Linked DNA regions of Oryctolagus cuniculus: region 1 is linked to region 2. A link is a contact called in public Micro-C data. All regions are on one chromosome and are shown on one strand. Each heading gives the region's core, a stretch centred on a gene start, on an enhancer-like site or on the middle of the called end of the contact. The rest is flanking DNA. Distances are from core to core; before and after follow the strand shown.

Region 1 (5,299 bases), core at 602-3,101, 72 kb after region 2:
CAGCTCTCTACTGTGGCCTGGGAAAGCAGTAGAAGATGGCCCAAGCCCTTGGGCTCCTGCACCTGTGTGGGAGACCTGGAAGAAGCTCCTGGCTCCTGGCTTCAGATCTGCACAGCTCCGGCCATTGCGGCCATTTGGGGAGTGAGCCAACGGAAGAAAGACCTTTCTCTCTGTCTCTCCCTCTCACTGTCTGTAACTCTACCTCCAAATAAATAAATATAGAGAGGAGGGCTGACGCAGTGGCGTAGCAGGTAAAGCTGCTGCCTGCAGTGCTGGCATCCCATAAGGGCACCAGTTTGATTCCTGGCTGCTCTACTTCTGATCCATCTCTCTGCTGTGGCCTGGGAAAGCAGTGGAGGATGGCCCAAGTCCTTGGGCCCCTGCACCCACGTGGGAGACCCAGAAGAAGCTCCTGGCTCCTGGCTTTGGATTGACCCAGCTCCAGCCATTACAGCCATCTGGGGAGTGAACCAGTGGAGGATGGAAGACCTTTCTCTCTCTCTGGCTTGACCTCATTCTGTAACTCTTTCAAATAAATAAAATAAATCATATATATATATATACACACATAAAGAGAGAGAGTGAGAGAGAGAATTGGGGGTGGGCATGAGGATTAAATAACATACTACTGAAAAACATCTGGCGTGGGAGTTTGGCACAGCAGCTAAGACTCTCCTTGGGTGTCTACATCCCGTCTTCCAGGGCCCGGGTTCAAGTTCTAGTTCTGCTCTGGATTCCAGCTTCTTTCTGATACACAGGAAGCCTCCCAGCAGGTGACAGCTCAAGAAGGTGGGCCCCTGACACCCCTGTGGGAGAACCAGATTGAATTCCTGGCTCCTGGCTCCTGGCCCAGCCCCCACTAATGCAGGCATTTGGGGAGAGAACCAGCAAACCAAGATCTCTCGCTCATAAACAAAACTGCCTCGCACCATGTAAGCCCCTGTGCTAACAAAGGTTGTAGCACTCCGATAGGTGTGACCTTGGAGGAAGGTGTGGGGAGCTGGCATCTGGGATCCTGGCAGGAAGGAAAAGCCAACTGGAGTGGGGGGAGGGGCAGGTGTGTCTGATGCCCGCTGTGCCACTTCCTGGCCAGCCCCAGCCCAGGCCTGCCAGGCTCCCCACCCACAGCCAGGACACGCTCTGGCCTGTACCCACTCCTCCGCCAGAGGCTGGGGTTTACTGAAGCTGCCTACATTCCTTTGGGATTGATAAGATTCTGAAAGCCACACCCACCACCCACAGCCTAGCCCAGAACCGGTGTGTGTGTGTGTGTGTGTGTGTGTGTGTGTGTGTGTGCAGGGGTGACAGGAGGTCTTCCCGCTCCCTGCCAGTGCCACTCCCATTTACACACAGGCGGGGGTTGTCCCAGCTTCACCGCGCCCCACAGAGCCACAGCTCCTGCAGTCCGTCTGGAGGGGGTTCTCTAACCAGTGTCATTCCTTTCTTCCTCTTGAAACCCCCAGAGGGGACTTGCCCAGACCCCCTCAGCTGCGTGAGAAACGCCCAGGGCCAGAGTGGCTTCATGGTGGGTGGTCCCCCCACTTCTGGCTTCTTCACCTTGACTGTGGCTCCCAGGACTCCGGGTGTGAGACACGGTAGGGGTCGGGGGAAGGCTCAGCCCCGTGGGACCTGCACAGGGGGCTGACCTCTGAGTGTCCATGGAGAGGAGCACGAGGCAGGTCAAGGCCAGAGGAGGCCCCGCTCACGGCCAGCCAGCCCTCTGCCGGGCTGTGCCTCTGACAGTCACAGTCAAAGTCGCCAACCTGACCTCAGCCCTGGGCCCAGGCTGCAGGCCGAGGGAAACTCAGAGACAGGCCCCTGCCTATGGCGGACCCTGGGTTGTCACGACCTCCCACCTGCCTGTTCGGGCCCACCGCTCAGGGGCCTGCTCCCCAGCCTCCAGTTTCCCGCTCCACTGCCCTCACCCTCTGCTGCCTCTGATGAGTCATCCACCCCCAGGCCAGAGTTGTGCCCATCAGAAAGTCATTTTTCCGGTTTGCCCTCCTGAGCTGGGGCCCCTTGGGCTCTGCTCCTCCCCACCCCCACCCCCCATCAGGGAGGGGGAGGGAGCCCCAACGGTGGAAAGGGGCTCCCTTTGTGCCCTAGGATCCAAGGGGAGTTGGGGAGCAAGCGGAGGGCCAAAGAGGAGGGGAGGGGGAGCCAGTACCCTTCCTGAACCTGTGTTGGTGGAGAGCAGCTCCGACCCCTGAGCACACAGCAACCCAGGCTTGCAGGGGGGAGCGGGGAGGGGCAGGAGGTGGGGTGGGGAGGAGAGGTGGTCTGGCTATGATGACGACATGACTTTCCATTGCTGGAAGGATCTGGACTTCCTTCTAGCACTTCCAACCCAGCCCAATGAAGGCAGAACTCATCTGCTCTATGGCAAAGCGGCACCTCCCCTGCTGTCCACCCTGTCCTTCAGGTAGGAGACAGGAAGCCCACCCCAGCCTCCCACAGGTCACCAGGTGCCAGCCTGTCCTGCCCAGGAACAGCTTCTCTCCCCCGCCCCCGCCCCCGCCCACCCCCATGACCTGGTTCCGTCCTCACTGGCCTCCTCCTCTGCCATCTCCCCCTATACAACCCAAAGGAAGAGTCTTCCTTGGCAAGAACACCCAGCAGAGACAGCAGGAACCAAAGCTTCTCCAGCTCAGCCAGTGAGTGGACGTGGGGGAGGTCGGGGAGGCGGCTGGGTGGGCTCCAGCTCAGGGTACACACTCACAAAGCACCCCAACTACTTTGCTCAGCACACTCCGCCTCCACCGCACTGGGCCCATTTTACAGACAAAGAAAGAGAGGTGGTAGGTCGTGGAGGTCGCAGCCTGCTAGCAACTGGGAGGTGACTGACTTCAGAGGGGTTCTCGGTTACTGGTTGGAATTTCCCCCCGGGACTAAGGGGGAGGTAACCCGTACGGGGGCCCTGAAGAGGCAGTGGAGCAACTGGTTCCCCAAGAAGCCCTGTGGAATGTTCTGTGTGCATGTGTCTGCGTGTGCGTGTGTGTGTGTGTGTGTGTGCGTGTGTCTGCAGGCATATCCTGCTCCCAGGCACCCATCTGGCCTGAAAGTGAACCTTGCCCACTGCTGCCCTCCACTGACCAGAGGCAGAACTGCTCCAGTCTCCTGGGACTTCACAGGGGACCTCATTGCTCGACTCCGGTGACCCTGAGAACGCGTAGCAGCTAAGATCAAACCCTTAACATGCAACAAACTCTCAAAAAGCAATTAGAAATAAGCAAATGGATGCCACATAGCAATAGACAAGAGCATCAACAGGCCGTGTCACTAATGCTCCAACAGCCAAATGGCAGATGATCAATTTCACTACTCACCAAAACGACAACAAAAATGACAAGATGCCGTCTTCACCTGTTAGGTTACAATCCGTCAATGCCTTCTTTTAGAAGAGGTGTTGGGAAGTGGGCACTTATGTATCGAGGAAAGTGAGAACTGGTACCAACTTTTGGTGGGGTAGTTGGGCAACATGAAACTTTTCAGAGTTGGTGCTGTGGCATAATGGGTAAAGCTGCCATCCTATAGCGGCACCTGTTTGCATCCCGGCTGCTCCACTTCAGATCCAGCTGCCTGCTAACATGCCTGGGAAAGCAGTGTTAGATGACCCAAGTCCTTGGGCCCCTGCACCCATGTGGGAGATCCGGAAGAAGCTCCTGGCTCCTGGCTTCAGCCTGGCCTAGCTCCAGACATCATGAGCATTTGGGGAGTGAACCAGCAGATTAGCAGATAGATAGATAGATAGATATCTCTCTCGTAACTCTGCCTTTCAAATAAATAAATAAATACATTTTTAAAAATTATTCTAATATTTATATATTAGACCCAACAATTTCAAGTCTAGAAATTTGTCCTCAAAGCACGAAATGATTTATGCTTACAGAAGTTCCACTGAAGCCGTGTTTATGGCCCATCCCTTTAGGGAAGGAAATAGGGAATCAATAATAAAAATAGGATGAAGGGCCAGCATTTTGCCTGCCAGGTAACACGCCTGAGTCCCACAGCAGAGTACCTGGGTTCAGTATCCGGCTTCGGCTCCTGGCTCCCGCTTCCTGCTGGTGCAGACCCTAGGAGGCAGCAATGATGGCTCAAGTACTTGGGTCCCTGCCACCCACGTGGGAGTTGAGCTCCCAACCCCCCAGGCTTCTACCCCAGCCCCAGCTGTTGTAGGCATTCAGGGAGTGAGCCAGCAGACTTGAGCTCTCTCTGTCTGCCTCTCAGATAAATTAATCTATTAAAAACCAAATCATAAAGAAAAAGCTGGGATCTACTCATGTCAATGCGGATGATTTTATATCTTCATGTAAGTTGCATGTAACTATGTAATCAAAATAAATGTTTAGAAATAACACAAGGTGGCTGGCGCCGCGTCTCACTAGGCTAATCCTCCGCCTTGCGGTGCCAGCACACCAGGTTCTAGTCCCGGTTGGGGCACCAGATTCTGTCCCGGTTGCCCTTCTTCCAGGCCAGCTCTCTGCTGTGGCCAGGGAGTGCAGTGGAGGATGACCCAAGTACCTGGGCCCTGCACCCCATGGGAGACCAGGATAAGCACCTGGCTCCTGCCTTCGGATCAGCGCGGTGCACTGGCTGCGGCGGCCATTGGAGGGTGAACCAATGGCAAAGGAAGACCTTTCTCTCTGTCTCTCTCTCTCACTGTCCACTCTGCCTGTCAAAAAAAAAAAAAAAAAAAAAAAAAAAAAAAAAAAAAAAAAGAAAGAAATAACACAAGGTACACAGATACTCAGGATATGTTATTGAGTGAAAAACTTAGATTGCACCATAGTCAAAACACTATAATCCAGTTTATATGAACTTGTGTGTAAGGGTATTTGAAGGGGCCGGTGCTGTGTTGTAGTAGGTTAAGCCTCCACCTGTGGCGCCGGCATCCCACATGGGTGAGGGTTCCTGTCCCGGCTGCTCCTCTTCTGATCCAGCTCTCTGTTAATGGCCTGGGAAAGCAGTAGAAGATGGCCCATGTACTTGGGCCCCGGCACCCATGTGGGACACATGGAAGAAACTCCTAGCTCCTGGCTTCTGATCGGCCCAGCTCCAGCTGCTGTAGCCAAGTAAACAAGTAGATGGAAGGCCCCTCTGTCTTTCCCTCTCAAATAAATAAATAGATCTTTAAAAAAAGAAGAGTATTTGAAATGTGTGTGTGTACGTGTGTGTGTAATGAGTTATCTGGAAGACTTACAAAATCTTAGTGGAGGTTACTGTGTGTAATAGAATTTCATTTGAATTTTACTTTCTCCTTCATATGCATACTTTTCTTATAGTTCACATTTTTAAACAT
Region 2 (5,183 bases), core at 251-2,750:
GGTGAGGCTCCTGGCTGCTGGCTTCAGCCTGGCCCAGCGTGATGACCGTTGTGGACATTTGGGGAGTGAACCAGCAGAAGGAAAAAATGTGCCTGTCTCACTCTGCCTTTTAAAAAAATTAAAAATAAATAAAATTTTAAAAAATCTTCCCTGCTGGTCTCCTGCTGGCCTCCCATTCCACCTGGGAAAAAATGCAAACTTCCACACAGGGGCCCTGCGTGAGCTGAATCTGTTTTTGGTCCCTGCACCACACCAACCGTGCCTGCGCTTACAACCCCATGGGCGACGCTCGGCCAAACAGTCAGCGCCTTGCTCTTCGCGCCTCTCTCCTCCTCACCTACCCGTCCTCCAGGCTCCGTGGAAATGTCCCTGCCCCGGATGGCCTCTCTGTCCTGCCCCTCCCGGGGCACGCGCCTCCTTTGGAGCACTGCTGTCAATCACAGGTGACGTCCCAACCTAGGACACCCTCCAGGCTGTCACAGCTTACAGAGAGGTGGCTAATGGCATTGGCAGGGAGAGGCCAGGGATGCCACTGACCATGCGCAGGGAAGCCCCCAGGTATCCTGCCTGACGTCTGGGATCAGGGCTGGGAACCTGTTGCCATGCAGGGCTGAGGATGGCCGGCCATTGCACGTTTGCACACGCGGTGCCCTGTCCCGTGCCTGTCTCTAGCAGAAGCTCCTAGCCGTTCCCGGGGGCAGCACCGTGTTTGGTTCATCCTGACTCCTAAGGGCCCGGCCCAAGCCTCCATCGCTGCACCGGCAAACGTTCATCAGACTGCAGTGAGCAGCCGACGGCTCTGCTGGCGCCTCCATCGCAGACGAGGAAACAGAGGCTCAGCGGTCCCTACGTGGGGCCTAGGAGGTCTGTTAGGCAGAATATCCGACCAAGCCACTGGGTGTGGAATTCCCATCCAGGGCTGCTCTGGGCCGTGTCACGGGGCCACCTTGTGGCCACGGTGGGGGTTGCAGCTTTCCCTGCCACCAGGAAGGCGCTTGTCTCTCCTGCACCCCTCACCCCACCTCCACCCGGCCAGGCTGTCCCAGGGCCCCGGGAACCAGACTGGGGGCCCTGCCCGGGCAGCTGCAGACGAAGGCGGGAAGCACAAAGCCGGCTCTGCCCTTCCCTGTGACCCTGGGGTGTTGGGGGGTGGGGACAGTGAGCGAGGACTCACCGAGGTGTAGGCCCGCCCGCACATGCTGCAGCAGTAGGCCTTGGCGTGCTTGATGGCGTGGGCCGAGAGGTGGATCTGCAGGGAGGCGGAGTCTGAGTAGGCCCGGTAGCAGTTGGGACACTTGTAGGGCTTGTCCTTGTTGTGCTGGCGCTGGTGAGACTGCAGGGAGCACAGTGGGGTGGGGGGTGGGGGTCACAAGGCAGCCGGGTCCCCCAGCCCAGGGGTCCTGGATCCGCACAGGCTCCCGGCCCGGGGAGGGGGAGCAGGCAGCACTCACCTGGAGGTTGGAGAGCTGAGTGAAAGCTTTTTCGCAGCCAGGATGTGGGCACTTGTAGGGTCTGTCGCCTGTGTGGATTCTGCAACGGGCAGTCCAGTGAGGCAGGGCCCCCCCACCGCCGCCACGGCCTCGGGAGCCCCACGCCGCCCACTCTCCCCGGTGGCCGTGGCAGGAGCTGGGGACCTCGCTGACCAGGTCTCCCGACCCAGCCCCCCAAGGTCCCCGCTCCGCCCAACCCCAAGCCAGTGCCCACACGGAGACCCGGCCCGGCTTCTCCAGAGCACACACGGAGCACGCGGACTCCTGGCTCCGGGAGACCTTCCCCGCTCCTCTGCCTCCCTCCCCACTTCCTGTCCGCTTTCCGTGTCAGGTGCCTGCTGTCCCCCCCCCCCCCCCCCCCGTTCTGGAGGTCTCATCCAGGCTCCACCACTGACTCCCTGGGCAAATCCCTGCACCTGTTTGCTCATCTGTAAAAAGCGTATAAAAATGCAGCTCTCTCCCCGCCTCCTTCCTGAGCTTTGTGAACAACACCCGTCAGGGGCTTAGCCTGGCACTGGCACACAGTTGGCCCTCAATAAACACTGGCCACTATTACTTTCATTCATTCATTCAACATTTATCACATCAGACTCCTGTGCACCCGGCACCATGCTGGGTGCTTGCCAGACATCCGTGAACAAAACAGACACAAACGACCGCCTGAACAAGCAGCAAGAGGCAGCACACGGGTGAACCACCCCAGAAGGTAACAGGTGCCACGGAAACACGGCAACTGAGGCGAGGGACCACGTTCCGGCCTCAAATTTGGACGCTCCCCTCCCCCAACACCCATGCAGGTGGGTCCCCCTCCAGGCCTCCGAGCCTTCGCTCCTGCTGTTCCTCTCCCCAGGAATGCCCTTTGCCCTCAGGCTGGGGGTGGGGGTGGGGGTGGGGGCGGGGGCACAGCCCCCTCCACGCTCAACTCAGGGCTCCTCCGCAATCTCTGCATCTCTCCCTCTCTCCCACGGGCGTTCCACACCCACCAGCCAGCCCAGCTCCCCGTGGGAGTCCTGGGGGCCAGGCCTGCCTCTCATCACCGCAGGCGCCGGGCTGGTGGGGAAGCCGGATGCACCGAGGACCAGGCTGCCTGTTCCCACTGAACATAGTGCGCTTGCCTGCAGCCCCAACTTTCAGGTCAGGTCCAAGCCCCCAACGCTCAGGTCAGAATCTTCTCCTTGTAGGGCATCTTCCCTGGCATCCCCACCCCTGACGGTCACACCTCCTCAGGCAGCAGTGAGCTCAAGATGGCACCAGGGATGGCTCCTGCACTCCCGTGGGCCAGGCCCAGCCCAGGGGCTCCGCGGGCTCCTGCTGCTCTCTCGCCTGGCAGCCCAGCCCCCGTGAGCCCCTCCTGCAGCCTGGCAGCCCAGCCCCTTGCCTCCCCCGGCAGCACGCGCATGCCTGGGGCACTCACTCCAATCCCCTTTCTGCCGCCTCCTAGCTGGGTGATCCTGCGCGAGTGACTCTGCCCCAACGAACCCAGCTCCCTCAGCTCTAAAGTGAGTGTAACAACCCAGCTGATGACAGCTGAGGGACGAAATGACTTATGCGACAGGTGTTCATAGGCTATTGTTGCGACGCCCACTTTCAGTGTGGTAAAACAAATTCTGGCATTAGCGCATTAGTGAAGAGGAAATGTACTCAATATTTAGATAAGATTACTAAGGACTCGTCAGCTTTCACTTTTCTTTCCCAGGTATTAAACTCACATGAGACTGAATGGCTTCAGCCATCTTGGACTTTGCAACTGAAACAATGGCAGATACAATGAAAGCAACATCCCTTGGGATGTCTCCCTCTCCATGACATTTTTCAAATTCATTATCTCTAGTGCAGAAAAACAAACTCAAGCCGGCGCCATGGCTCACTAGGCTAATCCTCCGCCTTGCGGCGCTGGCACACCGGGTTCTAGTCCCGGTCGGGGCGCCGGATTCTGTCCCGGTTGCCCCTCTTCCAGGCCAGCTCTCTGCTGTGGCCCGGGAGTGCAGTGGAGGATGGCCCAAGTGCTTGGGCCCTGCACCCCATGGGAGACCAGGAGAAGCACCTGGCTCCTGCCTTCGGATCAGTGCGGTGCTCCGGCCGCGGCGGCCATTGGAGGGTGAACCAACGGCAAAAGGAAGACCTTTCTCTCTGTCTCTCTCTCTCTCTCACTGTCCACTCTGCCTGTCAAAAAAATAAAAAATAAAAAAAATTAAAAAAAAACAAAACCAAACTCAAGATGTACAGGACTTTCCGGCTATCTCGTCCGCAGGCCGGACACACAGGAGCTCTTAGCCGGGGGACCGTTGTTCAGCTGCTGCTACGTTATTACCATCAGAGCCGAGGACACCAAATGACACCTTCCCCACTATCATCACCATTAGGCGGCTACAGGACATCACGGTCAGGGAAAGCAAAACAAAAACCAAACACACTTTGCTCCCTGCATAAACAAACAAACCAACCAACCCAGACTCCCTCTGTCTCGTGCTGGGTCTGCAGACAGACAGAACTGGGGGCCCATTCCTGTGGTTTACCAACCCCCTCCCGAAGCCACGAAGCCACTTGGTCACATCTGCCGCCACGCGATGACCCAGGCACGTCTGCTCACTGCACGAGACACCGCTGCTGTCTCTCCTGTGGGACGAGCGTCCTGCCTGCCTGCTGTCAGGACACGGGGAGTTTAACGCTCAGAGGGCTGGTCCTTCTGAAGTCCGCACGGAGGCGGAGGCGATGCTCTGCGAGTCACCTGCTCTCCCTTCCTCCTCCCCGCCCGTCACACCACTCCCCTGGAGACCCTCCGTGCTGTCACAGCGACACGCGCTCTCGGCTCCCGGGGCAGGGCCCTGCTCCCTCTCTGCTGGGTGGGGCTGCTTTCGGCCCCTTCCCTAGTGGCAGGAACACTGGGAGGGCGGGTCTGACTCCAGGAGCCGGTCCTCTGGTCCCTATAAGGGACGGGGAACGACACAGGGCTTCTGTGGAGGAGCAGACGACGAGGCGTGGGGACCCTGCTTCTTCTTTGCATTTTTGTTGTTGCTTGTTCGATGACTCGGGGGCTTTGGGGGCAGCTGGGACACCCACCTCTTGCCTGTTAGGGCACCTCGTTAATCTTGGTGGCTTACAAATTGTCCTCCAAATGTCGACAGAATCCTCTTAACTTGTTGGTTTGGTTTCCTGCACTTAGGAACTCGAATCATGCCAAAGGGGAGAAAAAGACAGCGAAAAAAGTGTGCCCTCAGAACGGAGAACAATGCCTGGGCCAAGGAACATTCTAGAAAATCCTCTCCTGCCCGGGCCTGTTCATTTCTTGTTGGTTTTGGGGGTCACATGCTTAAATGATATTTTTAAGGCCAAGTCTACGTGTGGAAAACAGAGTTCTTCGCACTCATCTCAACCTGCTCCTGGGCTGAGGTTCTGGACGAGCGAGCGTTCTGCGCCTTGCCTATCCTGCCGACCCGTGCCGTCCTGCAGTCCCGTCCTCAGACCCCGGCCCCTCACTCAGAATAATAACACTGGCAGGTTGTCTGTTACATGCAGTGTTCTCAGAGTTTCCTGATGGCCACTGGGCAATACCAAAGATCGGATCCCTCGCTTTACAGAGGGGTGCACTCGGGCCTGCTTCGTCATAGTCTCTGTATTTTTTAATTAGCCAAATATCAGCGCAGCCACAAAAGTTGCAACTCAACACAAGACAGGTGCAGGCTCCCTGGGTTA

Evidence for each region. Hi-C and Micro-C count contacts between places; a contact is called where the count stands out from the background.
Region 1: a Micro-C map of ear pinna shows a contact between it and region 2, with 5 times the contacts expected there. The contact joins two enhancer-like sites. A contact is called at or near these places in 3 of 6 Hi-C or Micro-C datasets (ear pinna, psoas muscle and an unstated tissue).

Annotation. Positions count from the first base shown.
Region 1 is chr7:139,385,805-139,391,103 of mOryCun1.1, forward strand. No RefSeq gene overlaps it. Among named protein-coding and RNA genes, the nearest start is that of TRIM62, 29 kb to the right of the region's middle. Within about 2 kb of position 1,852, at least 3 of the 8 cell types and tissues checked have an H3K27ac peak or open chromatin away from gene starts, as enhancers often do. A contact at or near this core is called in ear pinna, where this site is marked.
Region 2 is chr7:139,314,236-139,319,418 of mOryCun1.1, forward strand. ZNF362 (zinc finger protein 362) reads right to left here. Exons shown (of 8, transcript XM_070078799.1): 6 at 1,452-1,530; 7 at 1,175-1,333. Among named protein-coding and RNA genes, the nearest start is that of A3GALT2, 21 kb to the left of the region's middle. Within about 2 kb of position 1,501, at least 1 of the 8 cell types and tissues checked has an H3K27ac peak or open chromatin away from gene starts, as enhancers often do. A contact at or near this core is called in ear pinna, where this site is marked.